Regions from separate parts of the Sus scrofa genome. Here region 2 is linked to region 1. The links are chromatin contacts, called in public HiChIP or PLAC-seq maps. All regions are on one chromosome and are shown on one strand. The core of a region is the stretch at or near the end of the contact, and the rest is flanking DNA. Distances in the headings are between cores, read along the strand shown.

What was found. HiChIP or PLAC-seq counts read pairs in DNA pulled down with a chosen protein or histone mark.
Region 2: a contact with region 1 is called in an H3K27ac HiChIP or PLAC-seq map of alveolar macrophages. The contact joins two enhancer-like sites.

Annotation. Positions count from the first base shown.
Region 1 is chr9:102,445,998-102,452,725 of Sscrofa11.1, forward strand. All of the region lies in intron 1 of LOC102167692 (a long non-coding RNA gene), which reads left to right. Among named protein-coding and RNA genes, the nearest start is that of RSBN1L, 14 kb to the left of the region's middle. Within about 2 kb of position 3,329, at least 16 of the 83 cell types and tissues checked have an H3K27ac peak or open chromatin away from gene starts, as enhancers often do. A contact at or near this core is called in alveolar macrophages, where this site is marked.
Region 2 is chr9:102,751,149-102,757,775 of Sscrofa11.1, forward strand. GSAP (gamma-secretase-activating protein) reads left to right here. Exons shown (of 32, transcript XM_021102559.1): 20 at 2,576-2,629. Among named protein-coding and RNA genes, the nearest start is that of GSAP, 60 kb to the left of the region's middle. Within about 2 kb of position 3,558, at least 51 of the 83 cell types and tissues checked have an H3K27ac peak or open chromatin away from gene starts, as enhancers often do. A contact at or near this core is called in alveolar macrophages, where this site is marked.

The DNA.
Region 1 (6,728 bases), core at 2,079-4,578:
GGGCGCTTAGCCTATTTGCCCTTCCTCCCTTCTCTCGAAACTGCCTGGAATTTGGATAAGGGGGAAAAAGAATGAGCCTTAAATATCATGATTGAAACTTTCAGCCCATATTTTTCTTTAATACTTTTTTTTTAGTGGCCGCACCCACAGCATATGGAAGTTCTCAGGCAAGGGATTGAATCCAAGCTGTATCTGTAACCTGTGCCGCAGCTACAGCAATACCAGATCCTTTAACTCACTGTGCTGGGCTGGGGATCCAGCCCGCACCTCTTCAGTGGCCCAGGCTGCTGCAGTTGGATTTTTAAGCCACTGCACCACAGCAGGAACGCCAGCCCATATTTTTCTTAATCAACATTACAGGTGAGTTGCTCTTTCACCTTTTAACCACTAATATCATTTTACAGTAAATATGGCCTAACTGCTTGCCCAGCCACAATATTCTTCCCAGTTAGAATATGTACTCAAATTTGGGGCAAGTTGAAAATTGCAGGTGAGGGAGCGACCATTATTTTAAAGGCTTTGTGGGAGAGCTAGCAGCAACCACAATGCAGGAAGAAGGTAGAAAAAGTAAAAGGGGCCAAAGAGAGTAAATAGGAACCACCCATAATTCTCTTGGGGGATTAATTTTGCTGCCAGAATTTTGTATGGAAAGACATCAGATCATTTTGATACTTAAGAAAGGAATAGTAAGCCTATAAAATGTGTGACAGGGGCCTTACTCAAGGTTGTAAATCTCTAAAAAGAAAAACATGTTTCATAGTTTTAGTTCTCTGGAGAGAGGGAAGTACTTTAGCTAAGAATTAATGGGTAAAGTATAAAGTATTATAACATCAAAACGCAAGTGTAGTAAAGAGGTGTAAAGAAAAATGATAAACTCATAGGATTTCTGGATTGAAAAGCCCAACCCTGTACCCGATTTGTGAATTTATTTTGCCACTTACACTTTGTTCTTGAACAGGAAACTTCACCTCCAGTATAGCTGTTCTCTGATTCATAGTTTCAACCACACTATCAGACCATTATTGTGGGTAGGGGGATAATGTTTGCTGAGTGCTTTGTGTAACCTTTCAGTTTGTGGACATTTCACTTCCACTTCATCTCATGCTTTTAAAATCCTTACAATGTATTTTTCAAAACTGACCTGTAATTCCATGCTCATTCTGATGCTAAACTAGTTTTCTTTCTAATATATTCTATCTTGCAAGAGGAAGCAGAAATCTAAATAAAGTGTCAAAATTTTAAATTTAAATATTGGTCAGACCTTTTTAGAAATTTCAGTTAATTAAATTATGTTCAGAAAATATACATTCAGAAAAGATGGAGTGCTTATTAGGGCACTGGTAGACATAAGTGCTTTTATCACTAGAAAAGACCAGGCCAAGAGTATTTTTAGGGGAGGGAGTGAGAATGGGAGAGGGTAGGCACAGACAGACCTACGTAAACAGTGTCTTGAACTTCTAAAGACATTTTATAATTTAGTTGCCCAAAGAAAGTCTGGTTAACCTGAACATCCTAACAGATTCTGAGAGGGGATAATCCACAGAGGAGCAGTTTTGTGCAAAACTGAATATGCAAAACTACTACACACATGAGTAGAGCCAAACTATGAGTATCACAAAGTTATCATTTCACAAAAGTTTTTTAGTTTCACAGATTCTACTTCTATATACCATTAGATTGAAAAACAGGTGTATAACTAAAACAGCTAAGCTAAAAAACCATCAAATAAATATTCACTTTTTAAGTTAACTTTTAAAATCTAACCCAAACTCTGATTAAGTCTGTTTACATTGTAATTTCTATTTTTAGAACTTTAATCCTAGTCATTTCCCTGTTTAATCCCTATATTTGATTTCAATGAGTAGAAAATACAAAATTCTAGAAAAATGTCACTGAGAGTTTTACATCTGTTAGTGAAAGAGGACATAAAAGGGGATACAAATCAGGTGCCTGAAAACCTTGAATCAAAGCATGAAACCTGGGGTCAGGATTTGCCGCATCCAACCTCGCTAGCAAAAATGGGCTGGTCCAGTTGCCAAGCAAAGAGGGTAAGCTTTCTTTGTTCAGAGTTCTTACAACCTTGGGTGGTGTTTGCCTTGAAGTCTTAATCTTACCATCTAAGTTTACAGATACTACCAGTGTACCTTGCCCATCACCTTGATCTAGGTCAAAAGTATGAGTAGTGTGGACATTCAGTGATTTTCACCTTCTTCATAGTGGTCAGTACATGGGCATAGGTATGAGGCATTCAGTTTTTGATGATGATACCAAGTGAAGTGCTTCTGTGATTATCATAGCAAGCCTAAAATAATGCAACATCAATATAAATTATAGGTATGGTATCATAATGTGGTATGCTTGTAAATGAGTAACTAACTCAGTCTAGGTGTTAAATAACACTTCTCATGCCCCAGGGAAAGGCATTAAGCAGGAAAACACAAATGGTTTAGTGGCAGATGATACAGAATTTTTTGCGTATGTGAAGGACATCATTATTTTTATTTCTATGGACAAGCCAATGTCTATGACCACTCTATGACTAACTGAAAACAAATCATATTTACGTGAATTTATATTGCCTCTCTCCCGCAACATTCTTTCCTGTTTATAATGACGTGTTTAGTAATTTTTTTTAAATGTGCTAATTAATGATACTGTTTTCTGTAGTTTCTTTATTCCTTGATATTCCACCTCTTATGCTAGAGGTGCTGCCCTACTACCTACTTATGGATGTCCTTCCCTTTTTTTGTCTTTTTTTAGAGCTAAACACGCAGCATATGGAGGTTCCCCATATCGGAGCTACAGCTGCCCATCTCCACCACAGCTCACAGCAATGCTGGATCCTTAACCCACTGAGTGAGGCCAGGGATCGAACCCGCAACCTCATGGTTCCTAGTCGGACTTGTTTCTGCTGCGCCACGACACAACAGGAACTCCCTTCTTCCCTTTATCTTCAATTATTAGATATTTGCTTTTTCTTATTTTCCATATACCTTAAGCATTTAGTCAGTAAATACTTATAAAGCACCCACATGGTGCCTGGCAGTAGACTAATTGCTGGGAATATAGCGATAGACAAGGCAGACATGTTCTTCTCCTCATGGAGCATTTACTCTCTAGTCACAGTTTGTGTTTCCAGATAAGCTTTTCATTAGTACTTTTGTTATTCAGTACTGTCATTTCAGGAGTTCCCATCATGGCTCAGTAGTGGTGAACCCGACTAGTATCAATGAGGACATGGGTTTAATCCCTGGCTTCATTCAGTGGGTTAAGGATCAGCTGTTGCCTGAGCTGTGGTGTAAGTTGCAGACACGGCTCTAATCTGGTGTTGCTGTGGCTGTGGTGTAGGCCAGCAGCTACAGCTTTTATTCAGCCCTAGCCTGGGAACTTCCATATTCTGCAGTGAGGCCCTAAAAAGACCAAGAAAAACAAAAAAAAAGACTTGTCATTTCACTTTCACTTCTTACTCATTTATTTGTACGACAAAGAGTATTGTGTGTCTGTAGTGTACCAAGCACTGTGTGATGATATAATTGAGAAGATAGATGTGAACAGATAAATCATAGCACTGTGGTTAAAGTAATGCAGTAATAGTGTGAACTATATACAATGAAAATACAAAAAGCAAATCAACAACTCTAGCTGGAGAAATGAGGAAAAGCATACCAGAGAAGATGATATTTGAGTTGAATTTTTAAAGATTAGAAGGAAAAATGATGGAAAAAGACTTCTGCAGCCAAAGAAAGAGCATTTGGAAAAAGATAGGTAATAATGACATGTTTAATGTGGTTTTCTTTGTGAGTTCATTGTAGTTCAAGTAAAAGGGGCACAAAGTGCCATAAAAGGAGAGATCTCTAAAATGGACTAGAGCCAGATTATGGAAGGTGTTGGTCATGATAGTCTGGGCATGCTGAAGACTAACTGCACGTGTTTTAATTTGAGCTTAATGAGGAAGAATGAAACTTGTTCACCTAAGTATGTTTCACTTCCTGCTAGTTGCTCCTGACTCACCCATTATTGCTTCCCAACTCTTAACTGAATACTTCTCCAGGCCGTGCCTTTTAATTCTCCATGCAGTGCTTAAATGCTATTTCAGTTATCACAGCTTTTCTACAAACTGAAGAATATTAGGAAAAATTACATGTGAAATTAGATTTACCTTAGCTCTTACTAAAGCGTTGTTGGAATTTAAACATCATATTCATTTTATATAACTCATCTCCTTATTTAGCTCTCTGTTTATATTCCTATTTATGATTACTTTTATTTGAAAACATAAACATACTTTGAACAGTAAAATTTTGAAATATTTTTATATTGCTTACAAAATAATACTTATGTAGCTTCTTCTTCTTCTCTTACCTTTAAAAAAATGAGTGTCTTGGAGTTTTCTGAGGCTCAGCAGATTAAGGGTCTGGTATTGTCACTACAGTGGCTCAGGTTGCTGCATGAGTTTGATCCCTGGCCCAAATTTCCACATGCCTCGGTCACAGCTGTCAAACAAAGAACAAAACTGAAAAAAAGCAAAAAGAATGTCTCTTTTGAAGAGACTTTTACCATACACAAAGATGCAAAATCAAGTCCAGTCTGTGACCAACATAGCATTCTGTGACCTATCTACACCACTTGATCAGCAATATAATGTCCAGGAAGTTCCTGTTGTGGCTCAGTGGTAGCAAATCCGACTAGTTTCCATGAGGACACAGGTTTGATCCCTGGCCTCACTCAGTGGGTTAAGGATCCAGCCTTGCTGTGAGCTGTGGTGTAGGCCGCAGATGCAGCTCAGATGTAGCATTGCGGTGTCTCTGGTGTAGGTCAGTGGCTACAGCATCAATTCGACCCCTAACCTGGAAATGGAAATATGCCATGGGTGCAGCCCTAAAAAGACAAAAAAAAAAAAAAAAGACTAAAATGTCCACTGTTCTCATTAAGAGACTTTCCTTTCTCTGCTTTTACCCCTGTTCGTTCAATAGTTTGTGTGTTTGCTCTATTCATTTAAAGATACCTTTGAACTCTAATAAACTCAAAAACCTGTTTGTCCAGTTTAGTATATGATCATTTTCCCCTCATCCATGACTTATATTTCTGTAAGCTGATATTTGTATTTATACTTTTTATATGCGTAGATTATTATAAAAAGTAATACCATATGGAGAGGGGGTAGTAGAAGTGACTTAGAGATTTTGCATTCATGGCACTTATTAGATGGCTTGTTTTTTTAAGATTAAGGTAGCTCGGGTGGCCAATCTGATCGTCCATAAATCACAATTTAGAGACTTTTCTTTTTTCTGAAAAGTATATAAAAGGATATAAATAATAGGCTATTCAGATAATTGGTCATTAGTGAATCTTTTCAACAAAAATATAATCAGGGTCTTTATTCTTTTAGCAGATGTTTATTTAGCCCACACCATATGCTAACAGTCACTATTCTAAGTTTTAGGTATACAGTGGCAAACTAAATGAACATAATCCCAGCCTTATGGAATATATGTATTACACAAAAAACTATGTATATAGTTATAGATATAAACTATATATATCCTGATATGAGTTATGAAGAAAATAAATGGACTTCTAAAGCAGGAGTAGAAAAAACTGCTTTAAATAGAACAGTCAGAAAAGAAATGGATGTGAAAAGAAAAGCATTCCAGGTAGAGAGTAGCTTGTTCAAGAGCCATGAGACAGGAGGGAGCTGGGAGCTGGGCTTTCTCAAAGAATAAGAAGGACATTAAGTTCCATGAGGAAAATAATTTTTTCTTTTGTGTAGAACAATGTGTTTTAAATAATGGGCCCATAGAAATATTTGTGTATGACTGAATCAATATCTGTTTACCTAAGATACAGTGAGTACAAGCTGAAGTTGGAAAAGGAGGCAAGGATTAGACCATGCCAAACCTTGTTTAAAAAAAAAAAAAAAAAAAGGAAAAAAACTTAAGGATCTAATTTACACTTTATAAAGATCACTCACAACTGTGAAAAATTTTTTGGTGGGGAGCAGAAATAGAAGGGAAACCTGGATTCAGTAGAGAGAGGTGGAGACAGGTAGACCCAAAAAAATCATTAAATAACTGTATGTTAGAGCCAAGGTCGTAGTTTAACTTCCTATCCATTTCACGTCTTTGACAGCTTTAGCAAAGTGAATATATCTGATTTATCTTTGTAATCCTAGGACTACCACAGCTTCTCAACCCTCAGATCAAGCCTGAAAAGAAATTAACCTTTGGCTAGAATTTAGTCAAGCCCTTGAAGAAAGTAATTTCAGAGTTTCCCCTGAGTCTTTGTATTATTGAAGGAGTGACCACAGTAAATGGAGGCACAAGGAAGATCAAGAATGTGACTTATGAGTTCCCATTGTGGCGCAGTGGGTAAGATCCTAACATAGTGTCCTTGAAGATGTGGGTTCTATCCCTAGCCTTGCTCAGTGAGTTAAGGATTGCGGTTCTGGCTTTGCTGTGGCCATGGTGTAGGCCTGCAGCTGCAGCTCTCGTTTGACCCCTAGCCCCGGGAATTTTCATATGCCACAGGTGCAGCCCTAAAAAGAAAAAAGAAGAATGTAGATTATTCTACAGGATAACTGACTGGTCTTGTAAAAAGCGGGGTGGGGGGAAGGCAGAGAAACATTCTGGTTATTTGCTGCTGTGTAACAAATTATGCCCAGTGAGTACCTATTTTGAAGAGATTTTACCACCCATACAGAAGCAAAACAAGGGAAAGTCATTTTTAAA
Region 2 (6,627 bases), core at 2,308-4,807, 310 kb after region 1:
AGTGTTTTTCCAAAGGCCCTTTCGGTCTCTCACTGTTAGAGTTATTAAACTTTCATGCCTCACTGTAAAATTATAAGGGAAAGATCTGAGCTTGTTTCTCCTCCAGGCCCTCACTGTTTGAAGAACGCTTGTGAATATACTTGCAGACTCTGCGGTAATGTGGCAGGAAGTTTGCAGGTTAACCCCTACCCCCCCACCCCCTCCCCAGAGGCGGGAAATGCGCATTTCAGCTTCCTCCCCTCACCACCCAACCCTGGCCATCGCTGTCCTGTGTTCAGTGTCTGGGAGGCTGGGACAGGACCTCTAGTTCCCAGGGTTGTGTTCAAAGATGATGCAGGTGTTAGTTGGATGTTGTGTGAGAGTGTCAACCTGATAGGCAGTTCTTCACATCTGCATTTCCCCTGACTCTCTGGGGCAGAGGAACCGTGCGGACGTAGAGAGTGACATCAGAAAGTCCTACTCAAAGTGCAATATAAAAAACCCGAAAGTTATAACCACTGCGTATGGAGCTGGCGTTAGGGTTTACCACTGGGCTTTAAACTTTGTAGTTGGACCAGGTTACCTTAAAGGTCTCACCTAATCCTGAAATTCTATGATTCCGTGATTATCTTTAGCAATGATGTAAATCATTTACTTTTCTCTAATCTTCAAATGTTCTTAATGCTATATCCTTAATAAATACTTGTCACAATAGAAAACATTAATTTCATAGTCTGTATGGAGACATTATTTCTGTAAATAGTGGAATTGGATTTAAGATACTAGAAAATTTGGTGCTCTCACACAGATAATTCTGAATTATGCTTTGCAGACAGTAAGCCTTATTATACCTATTTTAAGATGCTATTTATAACCTAAAGCTGTAGGGAAATTTCCGTAAGAGAAACACACATTGATTTTTATCACAGGCTTTCTCCTGTCACAGCGGAGAACTCAGTTGCTTGAAATGTCCTGGAAATTTATTTCTCCATCCCTGTGATGTTGGTTTTCACAGGAATATTGCATGTCAGTAAAATCCAGGACATTTAACTTCTAAACAAATACCTGATGGAAATCCTGTGAAATTGGATTGTTATGATCATTATACAACTACAGATGTGATAAATTCATTTGAGTAATTAAAAAAAAGATATTGCACATGTAAAATGCTTAGAAATGTATATGGCACATAGTAAATTTGCAATGATTGTTAAAAAATGTTAATTTTCTGAAAAAAAAAACAAAACAAATACCTGATTTTATTTCTACGTAGTACCTTCTAAATTATTTTCTCATATTTATCATCTACCTTTTTTTTTTTAAGAAAGAGGAATTGACTAGTTGAGAGGTTAATATACCTAATTAACATGGAAACATACTTTTCAAAATAACCAAATAAATGGCAATTTTGGAATTTTTTTCTTTTTATAATGAGAGGAGTGTTTTATTTTTGTGTTTTTAGGGCCGCACCCATGGCATATGGAGGTTCCCAGGCTAGGGGTCAAATTGGAGCTGTAGCCGTTGGCCTACACCACAGCCATGGCCACGCCAGATCCAAGCCATGTCTGTGACCTACATACACCACAGCTCACAGCTGCTCCAGATCCTTAATTCACTGAGCAAGGCTGGGAATCGAACCTGCATCCTCATGGATACTAGTCAGATTTGCTTCTGCTGAGCCATGACGGGAACTCAGAAATTTATGTTTTTATTTACATTTCTAATTTTATTTTAATGCTCACTAGTTAGCAGAATGTTATAATTTGGATTTCTGATATGAACTGTATCTTTCACATCTGCCATGATGATCATGTGGCATAGACTCTAATTTAGGGGATCTCTTATTTCTGAAATCATGGTGGAAGATGAGGTGTAAAACAATTTTCTACCAAAGTCAAAAAAGCCATTAGGGACCAACTATAATACATTTAAGTGAAAGAGAAGATGGAGGAAGGAGTTAAAAAAAAAAAAGGAGTTCGTGGCTTGGTGGTTAACGAAACCGACTAGGAACCATGAGGTTGCAGGTTTGATCCCTGGCCTTGCTCAGTGGGTTAACGATCTGGCGTTGCTGTGAGCTGTGGTTTAGGTTGCAGACGCGGCTCGGATCCCTCATTGCTGTGGCTCTGGTGTCAGCTGGTGACTACAGCTCCGATTAGACCCCTAGCCTGGGAACTCCATATGCCACGAGAGCGGCCCAATAAATGGCAAAAAGCCAAAAAAAAAAAAAAAAAAAAAGGAAAGTTTACACCCTATTATTATATTTCATGGTGCAAATATAATTTGCTTCCTTTGTTCTTAAATGAAAATGTGTAAATAATACATTATTTGCTCTATATTTCATAATAATAGTCTTATCCTTGCCTTTAGTGACACTGTCAACTATTATAATCTTAACTTTCAGAATATTTCCCTTCCCAAGGCAAGAGATAGGCTGTGTTCATCGTTATTTATAAACCCCAAGGTTTATTTAAAGTAGAGGTTAGCAAACTGGAAGCTGCCCTCAGCTTCTGTCTGTGCAGAAAACACTTCCTGAAGGCTCGGGCTGGTGGTAGTTGATACATTTAGCAGTGATGTGTCTGTTTTTCCCCCACCCTAGGAAATTCCTGGAATAACCCTTGTGACAGAAGAGATCCCATTGCCTCTTATGAAGGTAAGTTTATAGCAAGGGACAAAAAGCACAGACCTGAGTGGCTTCCTTGCTGACCTCTGCGGTCACCTGCCCCGAGTGCTGCGGTGGTTCCAGAGGGATTGTACAGTGTCAGAAGAGGATGGAGTGAGGGTAGGGCTCGTTGTCTAGGAAATCCTTCCCTGGTAGTGGTCACTAAGGATGATGTCAGGGCAATTCTTAGGAATGCTCTTTGAAGAGGGAGGTTTTAGAAGCCAGAGAACTATAAGGCTTGATTTGAAGCATCTAGAAGTCATACGTTCCACTGTGCCTCAAACAAGTCTACCCTGGAGGAGTTCTTGTAAATTTTCTTTAGAGGACCTGGGAGCTGTTTTTTTTGTTTTTTTGTTTTTTTAACTTCACGTGTGTTGTTACCCCCAACACACACACACACAATCCCAAAATCATTAAGTAACCTGGCCTGGGATTACCTAACTTCCTTCTGCTTCTGAGAACAGCTCTTCTTTCTCAAGAGTGACCTGTCAGGGCTGTCTCTGGTCTCGTTGGCACCTCTTTCCTGCCTGTGCGGTGGCGGCGGCGGCGGCAGCATTCACTCGTCATTCGTTTGTTCGTGGCTCTCTGCAGTCTGGTGGTTTCAGAGTTTCTGAGCACAATAGGGAGGGCTGGGTGGAGTGGCTGAGTAGAAAAGAATGTGTATGTAGTTAAAAACTGCGGAGTATTTTAGCACAGTTTCCTTGAAGCTCCTTTGTTGTTCTTGGCATTGCTTCCTGTTAATTATAGCTTAGTGTGTGCTGGGAAATCTCAGCTTTTGGCAGCAGGCAGCTCGGGGTGCTGCTGCCTTTTACTATTTACATGTGATTCTTCTGATCCAGGAAGGCCAGGCCAGGCCTGGGCAGCTGAGGGAAAGCTGTGGGCGTTTGAGGTCATGGTGATGCCCTGGGAGTTCTGGGGTTTGGTCCTAAGAAGGGTCCTTGAGGGGGAGATGGACAAATGATGTTTCTAGGCAGCACTGTTAGACACCTGGGAAGGTCTGCAAAAGCAGGGAGAAGTAGGGAAGAGAAATGTTCGATTAATAGCTTGAAAGATTCTTACTAAGGGCCTCCATCCTTTCATTTCATTGTTTCTGCTTTTACCACTAGTCCAACAAACCCATAATGTGTTTAATGGACACACAATAAATCAGTAAAAGAAATTTTAAAAAGAAAGCAATGTCACCCCAAATTCTGAAGTTCCTAACACATTGTCTGTTTGCCCCATTTCGTCTTGGTCTGTGTTATAAGTATGTGTATTTTACCCAGTAGAGATATTTACCAAAGATTATGAATTATAATACATCATACATATTTTCATGTCGGTACATAAACTTCATAATTTTCATAATTATGATTTCTAATGACTCCATAGGATTCCATTGTGTCGCCCTGTCTTACATTTTTTTCTGTTTTGAGATATTTATTTTGTTTTTAGCCCTCACTAAAATTTTTTTTGCTGTTAAAAGTAATGTTGCAATGAATATTTTTATGTAGTTTGTGTGTGTGTGTGTGTGTGTGTGTGTGTGTGATTTATTCCCCAAGGTTAAATGCCCAGGAGTGTTATTGGGTGAAAAGGTATGACAATTTTTATAGCCTTTGATTCTTATTGCCAAATTGATATTCCAAAGGCGTTGTAATAATTTACACTGTTACAAGGGATTTGTGAGTGTATGTTTTACTCTAACCTTACCGTCATCATTGTTATTTTTTTTTAGGGAGGCACCTGCAGCATCTGAAAGTTCCCAGGCTAGGAGTCGAGGCAGCCACAGCACCAGATCTGAGCCGTGTCTGCGACCTACACCGCAGCTTGCAGCAATGCCACTGGATCCTTAACCCATTAGTAGGGCCAGGGATCAAACCTGTATCCTCATGGATACTAGTCAGGTGCATTATCGCTGAACCGCTTTTTCCCATTGGCTTATTCTAAGAATACAATCTGCCTCTGCTTAGGAAGCAAATAGCTTATTTTTGCATTCTCCGATTTTTTATTTTTGTCTTTTCTATTTGTGTGTGTATGTAAAATGATATGTTTTTATGTAGTCCATGTTTTTTTCTTCTTTGATATTTACTTTGCTTTCTCCTCACTTTTTTCTCTTCTTCCCTAATTATCTTTATTTAGCACTGGCTCTGCAGAGAGTTTTTACCATTAACTGTTCCCAAACATGCTTGGGAGCTCTGCAGCACCTCCACATGTATTTACATGCTGGTGGGGAGAGTTACCTAGGACAAGTTTGAGCTGTAGACATTTTCTTATCCTCTCCCTGCAGACACGATTCATCAGGGAAGGCAGAGGAATGCTGCTGAGATTTGCCTTGGGCTCCGGAGAAGGTGGAACTGGGTCTGGTGTAGCCAGCACCCTCCATTCCCCATACCCCATCACTAATCAGTACCTTCAGTTCAGAGGATACCTGGCCCTGAAAGCTCTCATTTGTTTCCCCATCTCTGCTTGCATAACACCCCTCACTATAAGCAGCTGCCTTTGACCTACTTCTACCCCAATTCCCAACTTAATTATGTTGCAACGAATCTGGTTGCATTGGCACATCCCACCTACTCTTCCTCCCTCCCGGCCCTAGTTATGTGACTGTTCTCGCAGTTTACCGGATAGGAGCTGGTTCTGAGCACCCCTGACCTGAATCCCATGTTACCTTTCAAAGGTATGCTCGCTGCCAGACTTGCCACGAGGCCCACGGCACCCCTGTCTGCTCTGACCACACTAGCTTCCATCCTGCTTGGAAGATGACTGCCCTGATAAGGAGTCTGGAGAGGGAAGGGCAAAATGCCACTAGACAAGAACTCTCCTTCTCTCTCTGCAAATAACTTTAGTGTGAACTGGAGTACTTTACAAGTGTTTGCTCTGTGAACATTGAATTGAACTGGTTTCACCAGTTTATCACCTGAAAGACAAAAGCCTTCCTCACTGTATAGAATGGTTTCCAAAAGAATTTTTTAAAATGAAACAGAAAGTATATTGAAACAAGATCCTTGCCTTACAAGGAATGTCATCAAGAAAGGCCTTCCTAATAGGAATGATTTTATCCCTTCCGCAGGAAGCCATGTAGTGATTAAGAAGAAAAATAGAAACGATAGCTTACTTGACTATCAAGATAAAAGTTGAATAAGCATGCCTCAAAGGGAGTATTTTTATTAAAGTATTTTTTAAGCCAGGCATCTTTAGCTTCATTTTGTAAAGTAAGGAACCTTTAATTTAATAGTTTGTATAGTAATTATTAACTGTCTGACCCAGAAACTGGGAAGGAGAAAGACTTCAAGTCCTTTCCCAGTTATGGCCACTCCATGTGAAGACGACGCTGCAGTGACTGTTGTGTCTAGATGCCTCTGAGAAATTAGGGAAGAGGGTGGTGGTCACATGGGCTGTTCTCCATTCAGAGACATGTTCACTGAATTATGCTTCTCTTAAACATTTAAAAAGTGTTTTAAAAATACTGTTTTAATTGGGAATGAGTATAATTAAATGCTTAGTGAAACACAAAAGACCCTTTTTTCCCTTGACCCTCCCAATACAAATGGCCACCATCACTGAAATAAAAAGTCTCTTAGCAATCCAGTGTATCAACAGCATCACAATCTTAACAGCTTACCATTTTTAAAAATTGGAACTATTGCTTTGACAGCAGCGTAGCATTACCAGAATGCTGGTATGTGGGAAATGTCAGCTGATTACATGGGAAATGTCAATTGACTTTCCAAAGTTTCGTTTGTACATACGTGATATTGTAATATAGCTGGAAATACATGTTTGGTCTTCATCCACGGTTCCTGGCACAGAGCTCCTAAAGTCCTTGTAATTTCCTACGTGATAAGAGCTACAGGGACGTCTTTTATTATAATGCTTAGTGTTTGTTCCCAGTTCCTAAAATAGCTCCAGAGCACAAAGGTGAAAAGAATGTCTTCTATTATTCCTAACAAGCCCCTTTCAACCACACCTGAGTTTGTTAATGATGTGACTTTTGGAAAGCACCTAAGGGT